Linked DNA regions of Sus scrofa: region 2 is linked to region 1. Evidence: chromatin contacts called from public Hi-C data. All regions are on one chromosome and are shown on one strand. The core of a region is the stretch at or near the end of the contact, and the rest is flanking DNA. Distances in the headings are between cores, read along the strand shown. Region 1 overlaps TJP1 (tight junction protein ZO-1). Region 2 overlaps TJP1 (tight junction protein ZO-1).

Region 1 (2,665 bases), core at 84-2,583:
TAAATTGTATGAGGAATTACTTAAATTATATAATTCCTATTTCCTGGTTTGTCTCCGGAGTTTGTCCCTTAAGCTGGCCAGAAGACATAATTACAGGCAGACTTAGAAAGGTCTGGAGGAGAGAGGACCCCAAACAGGGACAGATGGGGGAACAGCCTTGGACCTGGGAATAATCACAGGCAGAACAGTCCCTCAGGGGTTCTGGGGGTCCCATTTGCCTGCTAGGCCTACCAGAACCCTTTTGTCACAAGCCGCCTGACCCAGATGCCCTGGCTATGCACAAGGTCTGGGGAAGTCAAGCTCCTCGCCTGCTGCTGCAGCCTGTAGCAACCCGCAGCCACCTAAGATCCTTAAACCTCCATGCTGGGAAGGCTTGGTGCCTGAATGGGGGCCAAAAGAGAAGCTCCCCTGCCAAGGTGGGAAATGGTGCTGCCTGCCATCCAGGCTCTTAGATCTCACTGGATCACTGTCAGGGACAGAGGGCCAGGATTCAGGAGTCATGGAAATGGCAGCACTCCCCAGGGAGGCACAGGGGACAGAACCAATGTGATTTGAGGCTCCAGGTCCCCAGTGTGTCTCCGTTGTCCCTTGACCCTGACTTAAAAAGCATAAATCCAGAGTAAATTCATAAAGTCAAGACATTACTGCAGGGCACATGCCCCAACTGCTGGCACACCTTTGAAGGTAGCCTGGGTGGGGTCAGGATTTTACATTTTTGTTTTTCTTTTTTCCTCTCTTTTTAAGATGGGAGACACTAGGGGAAGCTTGAATTCAGAGAGGTAGACTCTTATACCTGAGCGAGGACAAAGATGATGGCCAGACAGAAGGGATTGGGGTGGGGAGGGGGCATCCCCCAGATGGGATTCCCAGCCCAGGGGGGAGGGAAAGAGAGAAGAAAAGCATATGTTTAAGGTAGGTGTGTCATATTTGGCAGGAAGGGAAAGGAGTTTCCATTCCTTAGTTTCTTTTTTTCTCTGTGAATTATTTGCTTGGGCTGGGGAGGGGGTCTTTGAGGGATCATTAGGAGAGTGTAGAAGATGGGATGCAGAAGCTGTGAAGGAGAAATGAGTCAGAGGCTTGACCTACAGTCCAGCTAAGTCATGGATCCCATGGAATTAAGGAGTTTCCATTCTGCCTGGTTGTGTGACATTCAGGACCCTAAAAAGAGAAAGCCCTAGGCAGAGGCAGGATGGCCCCCTTCTTCCTTAGGAGGAACTCTTCTTAGGAAAGACTATACTTTATTTTGAACTGAATAAAAAATGCCTTGTTTTTAGTGTTTACATATCCTTTTGTTGTTGTTGTTGTTTTCCTTTGTCTTTTTAGGGTCATACCCATGGCATATGGAGGTTCCCAGAACTGTAGCTGCTGGCCTACGCCACAGCCGCAGCAACATGGGATCTGAGCTGCATCTGTGACCAATACCACAGCTCACAGCAACGCCAGATCCTTAACCAGGGATCGAAACTATGTCCCCACGGATCCTAGTCAGATTCGTTTCTGCTGAGCCACAATGGGAACTCCTACATGCCCTTTTAAAAAATGAAATTATGTTGGTGATAGTAACATTCTTTTAGTTTTTTTGTGTGTGGCAAAACCTTTGATATAAAATTTACATTTTATATCATAAACTCCCATAATGTTTGTTTTTAAATGTCTTTACTTTGCAAAATAAAATAAGATTAAAATCTGGTCATCCTATATTGTACCCCTAAATTTTTTTTTTGAAATGTTACTGATCTGTGAAACCTAGAAACTTTATGAGCCTTAAAGAGCTTTTCCTGGAGTTCCTGTCATGGTGCTGCGGAAGCAAATCTGACTAGGAACCATGAGATTGCAGGTTCTATCCCTGGCCTTGCTCAGTGGGCTAAGGGTCTGGTGTTGCTGTGAGCTGTGGTGTAGGTTGAAGACACAGCTCAGATCTGGCATTGCTGTGGCTGTGGCGTAGGTTGGCAGCTATAGCTCTGATTTGACCCTAGCCTGGGAACCTCTGTATGTTGCAAATGCAGCCCTAAAAAGCAAAAAACAAACAAAAAAAAGCTTTTCCTTATTTAAAGGGTGTCATACACCTTTACTGGCAGAAGAAAACTGAAGCAATTTATACAGTTTTTAAAAATATGGCACAAGAGTTAGATTGGAATTATTTATTTTGTTGTAACAATACTTTGATAACGTTCTCCTAATTCTAGTATTTTGTATATATATTTTCTTCTGTAAAATTATCTAGATTGTCTCATTTTCTGCCACGGGAGCTTTATTTCCCCTTTGTGTTTCATGTGTAAACTCACAGCTCATACTAAAAATAACACATACGCTTTTCTAAAGATTTTTTTTTTTTCGTAATGGAAACATACTTATAGAAAATGTGGGTATGGATAAAGTTGTTTGTCTGGGCACAGCGGTTTAAATAAATTGTTCTAAGATTTATAAAGATTTTGCACACATAGTTTTTTTTTCAGTCTGCGCCACAGACACCAAAAATCCCACAGGAAGTTGTCTCATAAGTGTTGTGGTTTTTCAGTTTCCTATTCAGATTGCATAAAATGATGAGAAATAAAATAGTCTGTGCAATTGAAAGATTCTTGGTTAAGCTTTATTGTAATTCTAAATGAGAATCTCAATTTTGCTTTTATTTCTTCCCATAAAATTTATCTAGAGGAGCTATAAC
Region 2 (2,665 bases), core at 100-2,599, 100 kb before region 1:
TTGTTACTTCCTTTGTACATGGTGTGCAGAGGGTATCTGATAACTGCTTTTTTGAAGCAGCTTGGGGGCAACAGTGTGGAGCAGGTGTGGCCCATTCTGTGCAAGATGGACAAGGGGAGGGGAGAGTTGAGATTAAAGTCAAGAGGATAATGGAAATGATGGCCCCTGGGACTAGACTGATGATACATGGAAGGGAAATCAGAAGGGGTTGGGGAGGCTGAGGACTTGGTACAGAATTTAGGCGCTTTGCCTTGAGTACTGGGTTCAAGTTGGGAACAGTGGCACCAAGACCAAGTGTGTCTTTGGGAGTGGACTATTGAAATGGAGTGGAGGTCGAGGTCCTTCCAGAACAGGTAAAGCTGGGAATTTCGAAGTTTTTTGGTGGTGGTGAAAGAGCAGTTCCTGACCGTCCTTTCCTGATCACATTAGTGCTGCTCCATAAGGCCTTACAAAGCCAACAGCACTTCACTGGAGACAAGAATTTTAAGAAAATGCCTGACAATAATTGCTGGAAGAGAGGGGCTTAGAGAATTGAGTCCTTAACTGATAACCAAAGCAGAGGAGGTGACTAAAGGTTAATACAGAGGTTTATATAGAGTTAATATAGAGTTTAAAATTGAACAAAATTGGGGGAGAAATTTGAGAATAATGAACCTCTGAAAGAAGAGAAAAATGGTTTCAACTAATTGGAGAATTAAATGATGTTAGGAGATCTGTAGTGTTGCTGGGGGTGTGAGTAGGTAAATAGAAGAAACATCCATGGAATGTGGAAGGGTGTGGGCACAGTATTCTGTTTCTGAAGCTCATTCTCTAGACACTTCTCAGAGGTTCCGTCTGATGGCATTGATTTGATATTACCTCAGAGACCACCTGAGCTTACTGATTTATCATAACCTATAGGAAGATAACAGCTATTTCAGAAATTAGAATTATTGAACATTTTGTAAATCCACAGGCAAATGAAAATCTTTGCAGGCTTTATTTATGTCCTCAAATCACATCGGAACTTCACACACTCTTTATAATAAAGCTAATTAGCTTTTACCTCTAATAAATGTTTTATTTGAAGTTGAAAACGCTTTAGAAGTTCCAAATATTTCACTTGAAAGCTTTAGTTGTGTATATACTTAGAAGGTAAACGTTCTTTTTTAAATTTAGTTATTCATACATTTTAGATCTTTTTTTAAGGAGTCATTAAAGAGTAAGCATTCTTGTTTCTCCAGTTTGTTGGCTTTATGGCCCAGGGGTGTCTACAATAGCGTTTTAACCTGGCGTCATTCTGGGTGGGGCTGACTTTTGGCAGCGGAGGAGAGGGGTACAGAGGATGTGGAGGGCGTTGGGAAGATCCCTGTGACAGCCCAGCCCTGTTACTGGGAGCCACCTTGGTATAACTTAACAGAGAACCGTGAATCATCACATTCCTGGTTTAATCACAGATGTTTAGGAAAACATGGGTTGGGTTATTTCACCTTGAATTGTTTTGCTTTTAATTTTGTATCCGAAACTAGCAATTATGCAGTTGACTGTGTAGCACAGAAACATTCATTACGTGTAGCGTTCACCAGTACGCTCAAATAATATTAACATAAATCAGTATCCTCCTGTGAAAGAAGCAAGAGCTTCTCAGTCATTTGTGTTGTGGTTAGCTAGTTTTAAAAATTCCCATTAGCATCAGTTTTTATGAAATTTCTCTCAAATCGTGGTTCTTGTGCCATGAGTGACTTGAAATAAAGACATGAGGGATTTTTTTTCTTTTCTTTCTTTCTTTCTTTTTTTTTTTTTTTTTGTATATTTAGTATGTTCTCAGATAGAGCTTAATAGGGATGCTTCCTGATTTAAGTAGAATTTTGTCCTGTCTCCCATCTTGGTGGTAAAATTACCAAGTTTACTTGGCTTGAGGTTCCTCCTCCCATCCTCAGCTTGGGCACATCTCTTTGGTGACACCACACCTTTCCCCTGTTCCTCTTTCACACATCCTCTCCCTCCTGCTGCCTTCGGGCCCTTGTGTCCTCCTTTCCTTCTTTCTTCCCACATCCCCAGTCTCTCAGTGGATGGGGTCTCTCTCCTGAGAGTTCAGCAGATTTGTGCAGTCTTGCAGAAGCTTCCAGTGATTCATTACCTCCTCTTTCCTACCAGATTTGTGGGCTGTATGGTCCACACACATCTTTCTCTCCTGTTTTCTCTGCATTCCTGGTAATCTGATATTTTCACCACAGCTCTTTCGGTTACCTTTTCTTCACTCATTCTCCTTAACTTCTTTACAGGATTTGACAGATGAGCAATAATCCTCTTCTTGAAATTCTCAGAATCAGTATCCTGATTCTCTCCACAGTATCCTAACTGCTCTGATTTTGCTCCCTTCCTCCCTCCCTCCTTCTCTGTCTCTGTCTCTCTTTTTTGTTTATTTTTAAGGCCACACCGGTGGCGTATGGAAGTTCCCAGGTTAGGGGTTGAATTGTAGCTGCAGCTGCCAGCCTACTCTACAAGCCACAGCAACAGCAACAGCAACTCTGGATCCAAGCCGTGCCTGTGACCTACACCATAGTTCATGGCAATGCTGGATCCTTAACCCGCTGAGTGAGGCCAGGGATGGAAGCCACATCCTCACGGATACTAGTCTGGGTTCTCAACCCAATGAGCCACAATGGGAACTCTGATTTTGCCC

What was found. Hi-C and Micro-C count contacts between places; a contact is called where the count stands out from the background.
Region 2: a contact with region 1 is called in a Hi-C map of omental adipose tissue, with 1.9 times the contacts expected there. The contact joins two enhancer-like sites. A contact is called at or near these places in 7 of 47 Hi-C or Micro-C datasets (alveolar macrophages, embryonic fibroblasts, fibroblasts and 3 more) and 1 of 2 datasets of contacts at active chromatin or transcription factors (skeletal muscle).

Annotation. Positions count from the first base shown.
Region 1 is chr1:145,062,064-145,064,728 of Sscrofa11.1, reverse strand. All of the region lies in intron 2 of TJP1 (tight junction protein ZO-1), which reads left to right. Among named protein-coding and RNA genes, the nearest start is that of SEH1L, 12 kb to the left of the region's middle. Within about 2 kb of position 1,333, at least 1 of the 83 cell types and tissues checked has an H3K27ac peak or open chromatin away from gene starts, as enhancers often do. A contact at or near this core is called in omental adipose tissue, where this site is marked.
Region 2 is chr1:145,165,650-145,168,314 of Sscrofa11.1, reverse strand. The region is part of intron 2 of TJP1 (tight junction protein ZO-1); the gene reads left to right. Among named protein-coding and RNA genes, the nearest start is that of TJP1, 29 kb to the left of the region's middle. Within about 2 kb of position 1,349, at least 4 of the 83 cell types and tissues checked have an H3K27ac peak or open chromatin away from gene starts, as enhancers often do. A contact at or near this core is called in omental adipose tissue, where this site is marked.